Linked DNA regions of Danio rerio: region 2 is linked to region 1. Evidence: chromatin contacts called from public Hi-C data. All regions are on one chromosome and are shown on one strand. Each heading gives the region's core, a stretch centred on a gene start, on an enhancer-like site or on the middle of the called end of the contact. The rest is flanking DNA. Distances are from core to core; before and after follow the strand shown.

What was found. A called contact is a pair of places that touch in the nucleus more often than the background predicts.
Region 2: a Hi-C map of an unstated tissue shows a contact between it and region 1, with 4 times the contacts expected there. The contact joins the promoter of atp5mc3a here to the promoter of evx2 in region 1. A contact is called at or near these places in 2 of 18 Hi-C or Micro-C datasets (embryo and an unstated tissue) and 1 of 4 datasets of contacts at active chromatin or transcription factors (embryo).

What each region holds. Positions count from the first base shown.
Region 1 is chr9:1,997,784-2,004,807 of GRCz12tu, forward strand. evx2 (even-skipped homeobox 2) reads left to right here and starts at 2,454. Exons shown (of 3, transcript NM_131232.2): 1 at 2,454-3,218; 2 at 3,755-3,993; 3 at 4,550-6,859. The coding sequence starts at 2,816. The coding sequence ends at 5,164.
Region 2 is chr9:2,334,012-2,341,035 of GRCz12tu, forward strand. It overlaps atp5mc3a (ATP synthase membrane subunit c locus 3a), which reads left to right and starts at 2,807. Exons shown (of 5, transcript NM_201176.1): 1 at 2,807-2,858; 2 at 3,059-3,135; 3 at 5,562-5,636; 4 at 6,018-6,208. The coding sequence starts at 3,097.

The sequences.
Region 1 (7,024 bases), core at 1,204-3,703:
CAGGCATATGTTTTAAGCAGCAGATGCACTTCCAGCTGTAACCGGGTCATGTGAAACACCCATACACTCTCAATCACAAACACACACATACACTATGGCAAATATTTATTCAATTCCCCTATAGCGCCACAACACAATACCCCAGCACCCGGAGGAAACCCACGCCAATACGGGAAGAAAATGCAAACTCCACACAGAAATGCTAACTGACCCAGCCGGGACTCGAATTAGCGGCCTTCTTGCTGTGAGGCAACAGTGCTAAACACTAAGCCACCTTGCCGCCCGACTGTAATGTTTTACTTAAAAAATGATCAAAGATAATCTGAAAAGTGCATTAAAATACGACTGACTTGATTTAGAAGATGAACCACAAAACTGATATCTTATTGTTCCAGAATACCGTGTGTCATTCATGTGTGCCCACCATGTCATTCATAACCTGTATGAACTTTTAAGTGCAACACAAAAAATAAGTCAGTATTGTTTTTTTTTTTCAGTCTTATGAAAACAAGTAAAACAAGTCTCTTATCTTCTATCGTGTTCCACGTAGAAATGCACACAAATTTGGGTTTTAGCGACGCTAGGGTTTGTTGTAAAGAACATTTTTTTTTGTTTGTTTGTTTATAATTAATTCATTTTGCTTAGGCTTATCCGCCATAATTTTAAATAGGTTTAAAATAATTATAAAAATGCATTTCATATATATATATTTTTATATACTGGTTTTCCCCAGTCCAAACTCATGCGCTATAGGGGAATTGTTGAACTAAATTGCCCATAGTGTGTGAATAATTATGGATGTTTCCCAGTACTGGGTTGCAGCTGAAAGGACAAATGAATACCAAAGAAAAAAATAATGAATGAATATTCTATGCATTACTTTACAATACTACAATATTTCTGCAAAGGATATTCACTTCACAAACCGTGCTGTTATTTAATTACATTGATAATCTATTTTGTGTCCATTTTGGCAGACAAATGGGATGGAAAGTGATCAAGGCTCTCGTCAAATTACACACATCAGGGACAGTTTATAGCAATATCTTATTTTAAGGCATTATTATTATTATTATTATTATTATTATTATTATTATTTATTTTATTCTTGTCTATTAACCAAACATGCTATTTGAGTCTGTGTATCAAAATTAAGATATAATTAATAGGATACTAAAAATGAACAAACTGGTAAGTGCACTAATTGGATATAGGCTGTCTATGAGAACGTATTTGAAGAGCACACAGAAATTAGAGGTGTTGTATTATCTGTTGAAAAACTGGCGAGGGCGACAAAGAACGCAAAAAATATTTCAGTACGCATTTCGGTCAGTCTCTCTCTCTCTCTCTCTCTCTCTCTATCTATCTCTCTCAAGTGGATAACTTAACCTCGCCTTAAAGAGACGCTTACGCCCCCGCGTTAACACTTGATTTGAGTGCACAGACTATAGCCTCGGAATTATAGATAAACTTTCTGTTTTAATTTTTATTTCAGAAATTCTCTGAATGACAAGCATTCACAGTGCAGGGCGGTAATAAGTAAATATTATTGCTTTTTGCATTTGCATCAGATTTCTTGTGTGTATATGACCAGCGATGTTTGACTTGTTATTTATCATTATTATTAGCTATAATCCCTGTAGAGTTTTGATACCGGCAAAACTATAATTATTTAGAAATACACATTACAGATGCTAGGCTATCCGTATATCCTAATGCTAAAACATGCATATTTGTTCCTTCTTTTCTCTTGTCTTATAATAAATGTTTAATTTCGTTTATGCATTTTAAACATGTATTTAAAAACGACATCGTCATTTATTGTCAGAAATAAAAAAAAGGATGACATTATTAAAAAATAAATAAAAAACATTGCATCTCCTGATTTCAGCAATATCAGCTAAATAAAACACATTTTAGAAAACGTCCATCAGTAAGAAAATAATAAATAATTTTATCAATTAATAATGCGCAAATTTGTAGTTATGTGTGCTGTTTTTTTCCAGAAAAAAAATATATAATTAATCTCCAACAAATACAAGAAAAACAGCATCGTTTAAATAATAATACTATAAATGCAATGTGTCCGTATCGTTATTTTGAAAAGAAACAACCATATTCGCAACGGGATCTTCTAATTGGATGCAAAAAAAAAAAAAAATCTTTAACTAATGCCTCTCATTCGAAAACGTCTGTGTGAAATAATCGACAGAGAAAGAAAAAAGAAACAGAGCTCAGAGAGGGAGAGAGAGAGGGAGAGGGAGAGCCAGAACAGAAGGAAGGAACAATAGAGAATCAAAGCATAATGATATTCCTAAATGAAGAGGGAAATGTTGCCGCGCTCATTTTATTAATCAGACTGTCAATTTCACCCCAGAGGCCAACCCCAGGAGCCATCTAAAACAGACTCAGATCAGAAGCTGCTCTCTCCTCACTTCTCCTCTCTCTCTCCACCTGGATATACGCGTCTGGCCGATCAAGGGCCGACTCTATCAACCGATGACAGTCTCTCTCCTATTTATTTGCTTATAAACCTGTTACAATAAATGATCATTCGAGCCGCGTCACGCGCACCTTTAACGACGAAGGCGCAAACCACTTTTTGATGAATGACTTTCTGGACCAGAGAGGATGCGCGGGTCATTTTGAGCAGTCATTCGTTGCCCGCACTGGCATTCCTCTGTTTTTTTTTGCCTTCCAGCTCATAAAGGTGTTATATTATTTAGAGGCGGCAGCTGAGCTGAATGCGGATTAGATCCGCCACCAGTCATCGGAGCACCAGCCCTGGGACTTTGGATTTTTTCTGCACGACTTCATGATGGAGAGGATAAGAAAAGAAATGATTCTGATGGAAAGGGGACTACACAGTCCAGTGGCAGGGAAGAGGCTCTCCAACCTCACCGACTCGGCCGGGAACGCGGTGCTCGAGGCCCTGGAAAATTCCCAGCACGCAGGTCGCCTCAGCCCGAGAATAACTTCCGCCTCGCTGCATGGGGATATTCCCACCAAAGGCAAGTTCGAGATCGACAGCTTATTTGGGAACCACCACAACGACAACACTTCCTCAACAGAAGTGTCGTCCTCCGAAAGCCGGAAGAAAATAAACCTGTATCCTGAAGTTTCTCCTGACTCCGACATGAACAGCGATGTGGAAGTGGGCTGCCCGTCTCATCGTTCCCCGGGCAGCATCAGCCAACACAAGGAGAACAACAATAAAGGTAAAGAAATTGCGTGAAAAGGCGTTTTTTTTTCAATTTGTTTATGTCGATATTTATTTTTTAAAGATAACTGCTTTAGAATTTGGTTTATATTAATGGTTTAAATGTGCTTAGTATTTATTTTTTTTATTGTGTGTTCAGTAATATTTTAGTGTTGCATTTTTCCTAATGTCTGAGTGCTAGCATGTCGATGCATTTATCGAAATAAATTGTCTGTCGTTGCATTATGTAGTGTACACATTTAGCGTTTTAAAAAAAATATATATGCAAACGTTTGCATTTAATTGTGTATATGTAATTGCATTTTATTTTTTCCTTTAGATCTTTCGTTTATTCAAAATATTTTACACTGAATCTCTGAGTAAAAAAAATGTAATGCGATCCCAAAACGTTCCCGTTTAATTTAACTTATTTTACAAATGCATGATTTTCTTTGTTCATTATTTTAATGTTCAAATTAATGTGTTTTTTACCTCAAAATATATTTGTAAAATATTTATACATTTGAATTGTATCTCTTTCGTTATCCGATTTAGGTTTCTCGGACAGCAATTCAGGAGGCTCCAATACAAGTTCATCCTCTCTATCGAATCTTAACGGTAATTCCATGGGAAACAGCAGCTCGAGCTCGGACCAGGTGAGGAGGTACCGGACTGCTTTTACCCGAGAGCAGATTGGAAGACTGGAGAAAGAATTTTACAGGGAAAACTACGTCTCGAGACCCAGGAGATGTGAATTAGCCGCAGCATTAAACCTGCCCGAAACAACAATAAAGGTAATGCTCTGATTTTGTTCACCAGGATATAATTTGTACCTGCTAATTTATAATGTTTAGCAAACAAATATTAACTGGTTACATGCTCTAGCACTATAAATTCACGCATTTAAATGCCCATTGCCAAATCTAAAATAATAATCCATTCTGTTATATATATATATATATATATATATATATATATATATATATATATATATATATATAAAGAATATTTCTATATAGTGGACATAAATAATGCAGGGATGTAGCTAAAGCACTGTGTAATACAGACAATTTTATTTTGTCTGATGCAGAACCCCGTCTTTTTCATCTGAGCTCTCCTAAGATATTAAAATTAGTTGCATTTGCAAAACTATTTGTCGAATTGCAAGTGACACCAATTTCTCCTCTCTTAACAATAACAACAATAATAATTCGTTTCTCAATAGATCAGCTACATTAATTTACAAATATTATTTATACACAAGCCATGAGATTTCAAAACTGTGATGTTTAATTTTCCCCACCTGCTCACCTGATCCCTAATTGTTACCTGTTCTGTGGATACGTGTAGGTGTGGTTTCAGAATCGACGAATGAAGGACAAGCGGCAGCGGCTTGCCATGTCCTGGCCACATCCCGCCGATCCCAGCTTCTACACCTATATGATGACGCACGCCGCCGCCACCGGAAGTCTGCCTTACCCTTTTCATTCCCACATGCCACTACACTATTACCCCCATGTCGGTGTCACGGCAGCAGCTGCTGCGGCAGCCGCCTCAGGAGCCGCATCCTCACCTTTTGCTACCTCTATACGTCCCCTTGATACTTTCCGTGCGCTTTCTCATCCATATTCGCGCCCAGAGCTGCTGTGTAGCTTTCGACATCCAGGACTGTACCAGTCACCCGCTGGTTTAAACAGCTCGGCGGCTGCGTCGGCGGCAGCGGCGGCGGCGGCAGCGGCTGCGGCGGTCAGCGCGCCCTCGGCTACCGGGCCGTGCTCGTGTCTCAGCTGCCACAGCAGTCAGGCCGCCAGCGCACTGGGCTCCAGGAGCTCCAGCTCTGATTTTACCTGCACGGCGACCGGGCAAAGGTCTGAGAGCGGATTTTTGCCATACTCGGCGGCAGTCCTCAGCAAAACCGCGGTGCCCTCACCGGACCAGAGAGAAGAAAGCGCGCTTAATAGATAGCTCACTACTGGCATACACACTTCTTTTATTTAAAGCACATGCAATTATTAGGATTATTGTTATTATTTTTAAATTACAAAAGGGACAGCATTTTCATTCCAGTGTACGCCCAGAATTATTACAAAAATATCTATTTAAAATACACTGTTAAGGCCTTTAAGATCACCACACACACACACACTATTACATTTGATCAAATACGGTTATTTATACCAACATGCTTTACTTTTCAGTATTACTAGGCACATGTTTATTTTATTTTAAGTATTATTTGACTTATTTGTATTACTAGGCACATGTTTAATTTATTTTTAAGTATTATTTGGCTTGTTTGTAATACTAGGCACTGTATGCAAGTGTTATTTTGGTTACATCCACACCGTGTGCAGTAAAGAGAATAGCTATACACTGGTTGTGCCACTTTAGTAGCATCAGTTATAGGGGACCAGGCGCGAGATGTAACGATGCTATTCTGAAAGTGTTGCTGCTCGAGGGACTCTCCCTGATGATCTAGGAGTGAGGCGCATAAAATGTGCACTACTGCTACAATGTCAATTCTGCTGTTAATAATGTGAAGATTATGACGAAAATTGCCAATCATGTACCTTGATGGACCTCCTTTGAATGTGGAAATGTAAGAAAGTTCCCGTTCAGAGACTCGCTGTCAAAGCATAACAACCCGCTGTGGGAAGTCATTAGACAAGATAGATAAAAGACCTTGAGCATTTCGCATTGTTCTTGGTGTGTAGATTGTACAGTATTAAACGTGGTATTCGTTACCTGAGATTTTTTTATGATTATTATTTAAAAAAAAATCCCTTTCCACCGAGTCCTATTTCCAATCTTCTTATTGGAACCTTGGCCGGCCTGGGTAGACTTTTCTCTCAGAGATGTTCCGCTGATGCGAGCAGTCTCATTAAATCCAAACCGATATTTCCATAATACTCCCAGTAGAGACTCTTCACTCACAATATAATGGGATTATCCACACAACCCCAAACTTCAGACAAATTGCTCATGCATTTCTGTCTGCATACATTTTTTTTTGTCACTGGGCGGAATTCTTCCTATAAAACCTCATTTTAAAGATAGCAAAATAGCACTTGTACAGATCAAAATGGTGAAATATTTTGTTACGACACGCATAGGTTTAAATTGCATTAAGCCAAATGCATTTTGACTGCCATCCGAAATGATTAGCTTTTGCATATTATTATTATTCTCATAATTTATGTGACTGTCTGGGTGTTTATTTCAGATGTTAGGATTACTCAATCTGACATTACCTCACCACTACAGAAATTAAATGCGAAGAAATAGGCCTCATGTCGCAAGCCAAAATGATCTGATCCATTGTATATAAAAAGCATATCGCATTGCTGTTACCGTTTAAAATGAAAGAAGATTTCTTTTTTTTTTTTTTTAAATAAAATAGATAAATAAATGTTACCGAGTTGGAGAACAGGGCTGGTTGCCGTCTGTTCAATAAATGACAATACTAAAATCCCAGTGTTTTGCTCCTCTCCCAAGGGTTGCCGTGATACACGACTCTGTACATTACGTCTCTGTATTTTACATATTGCCGACTGTATGAATTTTCATATTTTCACTTGAGAAAAATGTGCAATATAAAAAAATGTATATTATGTTATTTATTGATGGTGTTGTTATTGTAAAATAAATATTTAAAACGCACTTTCTAAAATCGTTATCATTGTGCACAATGTATTTTCCTGAACGAGCAAATGCCAAAAAAAGGAGGCATAAATACATCTATTTTAATTAAAAGCTTATTTACAAATGTCCACTATATAAACATGTACATTAAGCACGATTTCTGATTAGGATTGAGTAAATTCT
Region 2 (7,024 bases), core at 1,557-4,056, 340 kb after region 1:
GAACATGCATACTGTGTGTGTGTGTGTGTGTGGGACCGGATTACAGAAATATGAACTCTTATAACTATTATTTTTTTATTAATGAGAGATGCATGATCTAGTCGAATGTGAAATGGTTAATATTATAATATATAATAATTCAAAACAAATACAGTACAGTGCAAATGTGTTAGGCTTAACATTTAATCTGTTGTTTTACTTATGGTAATATAGTTATATATGTGACCCTTCACCACAAAACCAGTCATAAGTGTACATTTTTTGTCATTATTTGAACATTTTTTGATGTAGACAGTGTGAATAAATGAACTTTCAGCTGATGAATGGTTTGTTAGGCCAGGAGTTGGCTTAGAATTTTAATTATTTTGGTTTAATAGTTTCAGACAATGTTGGAGAGAGGCTGTTTGTCCTGGTTTGAGCTCTATTTCTAGCCGTGTTGTTAGCAATATTGTCTAAATTGTGAATGTTAAAAAGTACATATAGGTTTTAATCCTTTATGCTATTACTTCTGGTAATAGTTTTAATTTTCAGTATAATAATGATCCGCTGATTGTAGTGAAATGCTGTTTGGAGACCGAAAACAGCTGATGAAACACAGGCAGTCATGAAATGGCCTACACAGTGTCCAGAGCTGAATATTATCGAGTCTGTATGAGATCATCTGGATAGAAAAAGAAAGATATTACGCTTTAAACCTAAAGAAGAACTCTGGAAAGTGCTGAAAGTAGCCTGATATTATTATTACACAGCACATTAGTTTAGAAAATGTCAGGACAATTAGAACAAAAGGTGCCAAGAGCCAAAGCCACATTAAACACAGACTCTTGCTTGAAGAGGAAATGTTGTGCTGTTGTTGTTTTTTGTTCATATTTCTTATATTTTCTGTTTGTTTTGAATAAAGAGTCTGATTGATTATATTTTGTGCAAAAGTCTTAGGCCAACAAAGCTGGTATAGTAATTAGGACGTTTGCACGGTATGTTTCATTATTTATATCTCTATCAAATGGCATGTGAAATACAAATAGGTCAGTGTTTGTTATGGTTCACATCTGACAAATAAAGAAGAAAATGCAATGCGTTGGTAACCATAACTATGACATTAAAAGTCAAGATTTGACATAGTTATTAACGTGTATATGTAATGTATATCTGTAAAAAAACATAATATCCTGATGGAAAATTAAAAGTTAAAAATTAACTGATTATGACATGTCCTTAATTAATAGATTGTGTTTATTTATTTATTGCTTTTTAATTTATTTATTATTAAATTAAATCAACATCAATTTAAAATGTAACAAAAAAAGACAAAACTGTAAATATGTGGATAAAATTCAGTTTTTTTTTTTAAATTCATTTTTCTACTGGTTTTTTTCTCAGTGTGTGATGAAAAAGTATTGGTTTGGTCATAATTATGACTTTTATCTTTCAATTTTGACCTTTTGCCATATTCTCACATTTTTATGACATAACTATAAGTTTAAGTCTTATTAAAACCTACACTGTAAAATAGTTAACCTAATATACATATATATATATATATATATATATATATATATATATATATATATATATATATATATATATATATATATATATAGTTGAAGCCAGAATTATTAGCCCCCCGTGTTTTTTCCCCAATTTCTGTTTAAGATTTGTTCAACTCATTTCTAATCATAATAGTTTTAATAACTCATTTCTAATAACTGATTTATTTTATCTTTGCCATGATGACAGTAAATAATATTAGACTAGATATTCTTGTAGGCGACGCAGTGGCTAAGTGGTTAGCACTGTCACCTCACAACAAGAAGGTCGCTGGTTCGAGTCGGCTGGACCAGTTGGCATTTCTGTGACTGTGTGGAGTTTGCATGTTTTCCCCATGTTGGAGTGGGTTTTCTCTGGGTGCCCCGGTTTCCCCCACAGTCCAAACACATGCGCTATAGAGGAATTAATTAACTAAATTAGCTGTAGTGTATGAGTGTGTCTGTGAATAAGAGTGTATGGGTGTTTCCCAGTACTGGGTTGCGGCTGGAAGGGCATCCGCTGTGTAAAACATAAGCTGGATCATTCCGCTGTGGCTCCTCTGATAAATAAGGGACTAAGCCGAAGGAAAATGAATGAATGAATGAATGAATATGATAAGTGGATTTTATTTAGAATAAATATCATCAGTAATTTTCTGCGCTGTTGTTATCTTTAAATACTATCAATTATTAAATCTTCTTTGCTCTAAATGTTCAAATAAAGCGTTATTTACATTATATACAGATATCACATTATTCAAAGTTTTATATTTCTCGGATGATGGATTGTCAACGATCACTTTTAAATAAAGCTCGAAAGCAACAACGACCTTGCTATGACGTTACACTTACATCCGGGGCGTTACGCGGTAAAGTCTAGAGGGGATACAGCTGCGGATACTCACATCGATATAGCAAAATTTGTGTGAAACTGTACAACAATAATTCATATTCTGACATTACTCTGAAGGTTAAATTTAGGGTTTGGCTAGAGGTATACTTTAATAAAATACAATTTAATAGTTAATATAATAAATAATGTGAATAATACACGGTATATTTACAGTTTTTACATTACTGTGAGGGTTGGGTTTAGGGGTAGACGTTAATAAAATACAGTTTAATGGGTAATATACTAAATAATGTAAATAATACGCGGTATAATTACTGTTTTTTTACATTACAGTGAGGGTTGAGTTTAGGAGTAGACGCTAATAAAATACAAAAATATAAACAATTCTCGTTAACTTCCTGCCACAGCTGTATCCCTTCTTTGACCTGAGTCAGTTGTGCGCACGCGCAGTTCAGCCGGTGGTTCGACCTCTGCTTTCGGTGAGTTAAACATGGACGCTAGTTTTCATTCAGGATTTAAAAATCCACCTTCATCCTCTGTTTGTATGGGCGCAGAGATGCGGGTTTAAGCCGGACGGTGTTAGCAGATTATTTCAATGTCGTCGACCTGCAGTATTTGTAAAGCTCTTCACAGAAATCCTTTCTGACCTTAACGTTACATATATGTTTTGTGTTTGCAGAAGTCCCGGGCCGCTCACAAACTCACTCATATTTCAAGATGTTCACCTGCGCAAAGTTCGTCTCCACACCTGCCCTGGTGAGTGATGTTTGATCAAATAAACACTGTTATTGTGCTTAAAGGACGAGTTTTCATTACAAGACGCCGCCGTTTGGCCTGCAGCCGGTTCAGTTTGACGTCAGTAATTCGTTCGTTTTTTTTAACGGACGGCTTCTTTTTAAAATTTGAATTGTTAACAAGAATACAATATTAACGGTACAAAGATGTATAACGTAATAACCGTATAAACTCCTCAGTAATAACAAAAATAGCGAACAAAACAAACAAGAAAAGAGGGGGGAAAGTGCTAGGGCTGTTAAAAAGTAAATACAATTTAAAGGTAACGTTAGCTCAAAAAGCGTTATGTCACAGGGAATTAGTTGTTGTTAAAAAAATCCATTCATGATTGACTGGTTTAATAGGGTTAACGCTGACATCAGGCGCTGTATTCACCTTTGACCTTTTTGCTTTAGTTTTGAAATATTTGGCCCCACAAAGTAACAAAAAGCCGTGATATCATAATATAGGAGTGAGGGGACTTGAAACCATAGCCATTTTTTAGGTGTGTATGCATTTAGAATAATAAATTATATTATAATATTAATCGATTAATTGGATGAAAAAAGAAAACAAGCATTCATTTCCAACCCTTTTATTAAAAAAATCATCCCTGAGCTGTTATAATAATAACAAAATATAAGCTAAGTAATTAGCTAGGTCAGTTGGCCTTTGACATGGCATTTTCCAGGCCTGGAAAAGTTTTGGGAAAAACCAACACAGTTTTGGAAAAGTCATGGAAAACAGATATTTGTATACTTGAATATAGGTTAGTTGTGTTTACTTTTTTCTGTCCTTGGCCAATCACATACTCTCACATTATTAGTTCGGTGTAAGCATTATCTAAATAATTTTTTTTAATATATAGATATAAATATATATTGGGCGTCACAGTGGCGCTTAATCGCCTTACAGCAAGAAGGTCGCTGGTTCGAGCCTCGGCTGGGCTAGTTGGCATTTCTGTTTAGAGTTTGCATGTTCTCCCCATGTTGGCGTGGGTTCCCTCCGTGTGCTCCGGTTTCCCACACAGTCCAAACACATGCGCAATAGGGGAATTGGGTAGGCTAAATTGTCTGTAGTGTATGAGTGTTAATGAGTGCGTATGGATGTTTCCCAGTGATGGGTTACAGCTGGAAGGGCATCCGCTGCGTAATACATATGCTGGATAAGTTTGCGATTCTTTCCGCTTTGGCTCCTCTGATAAATAAGGGACTTAGCCGAAGGAGAATGAATGAATGAATATGATATATGGATTTTATTTGGATGAAATATCATCAGTAATTTTTGACCCCGGATAAATAAAGGGACTAAGCCGAAAAGAAAATTAATGAATAAATGTAAATTGAAACTTGCGTGTTTTACAATATACTGTAATAAATTTAAATATGTATTGTTTCTTACGCATATGTAGACATTGCATGAAACATTAGGTCATGAAAATTGGCTTGAAAGTCTTGGAAAAATCATGGGAAAGTCATGAAATTTTAATAGTAAAAATGTGTATGAACCCTTTATATGTGTGTGTATATCATATACATTTAATATATTTCTGATATACATAAAATTTGTTGTGTAGTTTTGTTTTTACATATATGTTTACCTAATTGGTATACAGTAGTCCCTTGTTAATAATCGTGGGAGTTACATTCTAAAAATACCCTACAATAGGCGAAATCCACTAAGTAGTCCGCTTTATTTTTTACAATTATTATATTATTATAAATGTTTAGAGGCTGTAAAACCCCTCACCATGCTTATTATCGTTTTCTTAGACAGGCATTAACAATTTCCCACTTTTCTCCCTCTTTTTTTTAACACTTATGTTTTTGCTCCTTTGCTCCTTTATCTAATGAACCAAACATTCATTTGTTTCCGTGATGGTGCCCTACAGCTGCATAACTTCAACCTTTCTTTAGCATGTCCAGAAGCTCAACTTATTGTGCAATGGTTAGCATCTTCCTCTGCCTTTTGGTTGCTCCCCCAGGTGCTTTTGACGGTGCAGAATGATCCATCAACATTATGAGGAGAAAACTTGCATTCATACAGTTCAGCACTTCAGTCACTTTGCTAGTGATTGAGGATTTATGTCAATTTGGCAACCTGAATGCATTCTGTACTGTGCAATATGCACGGCATGAAGGAGATTGATTGACCATAGTCTACAGCCAATCAGGACACAGAACACAATGCACCGTAAAAAAAAAATCATGTCAATTTCCACACTAAAAAATTGGTAAAAATGCGAAACCACGAAAGGTGAACCGTGTTGTAGTGAGGAACCACTGTAATTATATAAAACTTATAACTAAAATAATAACTTTTGTGAACATCTTATAAATATATAACTTTTTAGAACATTTCTATCGTCATTCTACTATAATCCATTGATGTTTTTGTGTGTGTTTCAGGTGCGTGCAGGCTCCAGGTCCGTGTACAGGCCAGTTTCTGCTGCTGTGCTTTCCAGACCAGAGGCCAAACCTGAGGTGATTTGTCTAAATTATAAGAATAATATTAATTATAAAATATAGTGCTTCCCACGGTTTTGAAATATTCTTGTGGTGGAGGCCAAATTGAATCCATGACATAAATATTAATACGACACAAAAAATTATTACATGTTACTGTTCAAGTTGCTGTATTGGAATGACATTTTGTATTTCCAGAGAGTTTCAGATGTGTATAAACTATATATATATATATATATATATATATATATATATATATATATATATAGCAAATGAGAAATAAAGGACAGAACATTGAATAGAAATAGACCATTTATTTTAGGGTGAACTGTCTCTTTAAGGGTCAGTAGGTGGCAGTGTGAAGGTTCAGGTCATATATCTTCTGTTGTCCTCCTGTAGGTCAGTACCGCTGCTATCCTGCAGTCTCCGGTCGCTCAGATGGCTCTCCGAAGCTTTCAGACCAGCGCTGTGAGCCGCGACATCGACACTGCTGCTAAGTTCATCGGAGCTGGAGCTGCTACTGTGGGAGTTGCGGGATCCGGTGCTGGAATCGGTACCGTGTTCGGCAGCCTCATCATTGGATACGCCAGGTAAGATTCATTAAATTAGAGCTGTGCAATATATCGGAAAAATCATATTCATTATCATCATCAGTTAATACTAGTATATATTGCAATATCCATGTTAAGAAAGGAGTGTTGACTTAATGGGTTACACTTTTGTTTGGGTCACTATATTAACTACTATTCACAGATCATTAAGTAACAGTACTAGCTTAAAGGCTGCATGAACCGGAAGCTGTGGCCTTTTTTTATTATTATTATTATTTATTTGTTTTTTGCGTATTGTGACGCAGTTCCTAGAGAAACAGAATATTAAATGAGAAAACAGTGGATGTGGCTTGAATTTGGCTTAAAGAAATTCAAGGCCTGGAATACCTGGAAAATTGGCTTGTTTTGTTGAAAAGTGCTTAAAATGAACAAGGAGAATTTATATGTAATTTTACGCCGGAAAAATAAAAATGTTTGTGAACTTTTTGTGATAATTTAATGCAAAAATACCCGCACAAACTACCGTGATTACGGAGCAAACTACCATGATTATGGAGCAGTTATTTGACTGACATGAAAAGTGGCCAATCACAGTCCAACTTGTCTAGTTTTGCTTGAAATGTAAAAACAAATGTTTTATTGGAATAACGCTTTTTTAATGTTTTACTATAGAGATGTCTATGTTATTAACTAGAGTAATTAAACCACGGACATACTTCCTGCCATTTCGATGATCTACACACATTTCGCTCTCTTTACTCGCCTCTGACCTGTCACTCTTCTGAAGCCTGGTTTAATACAGTAGAAATGTTGGCGCGAAAATACAACCAGAGCAGGTTATCTTCAGAGAGTGAA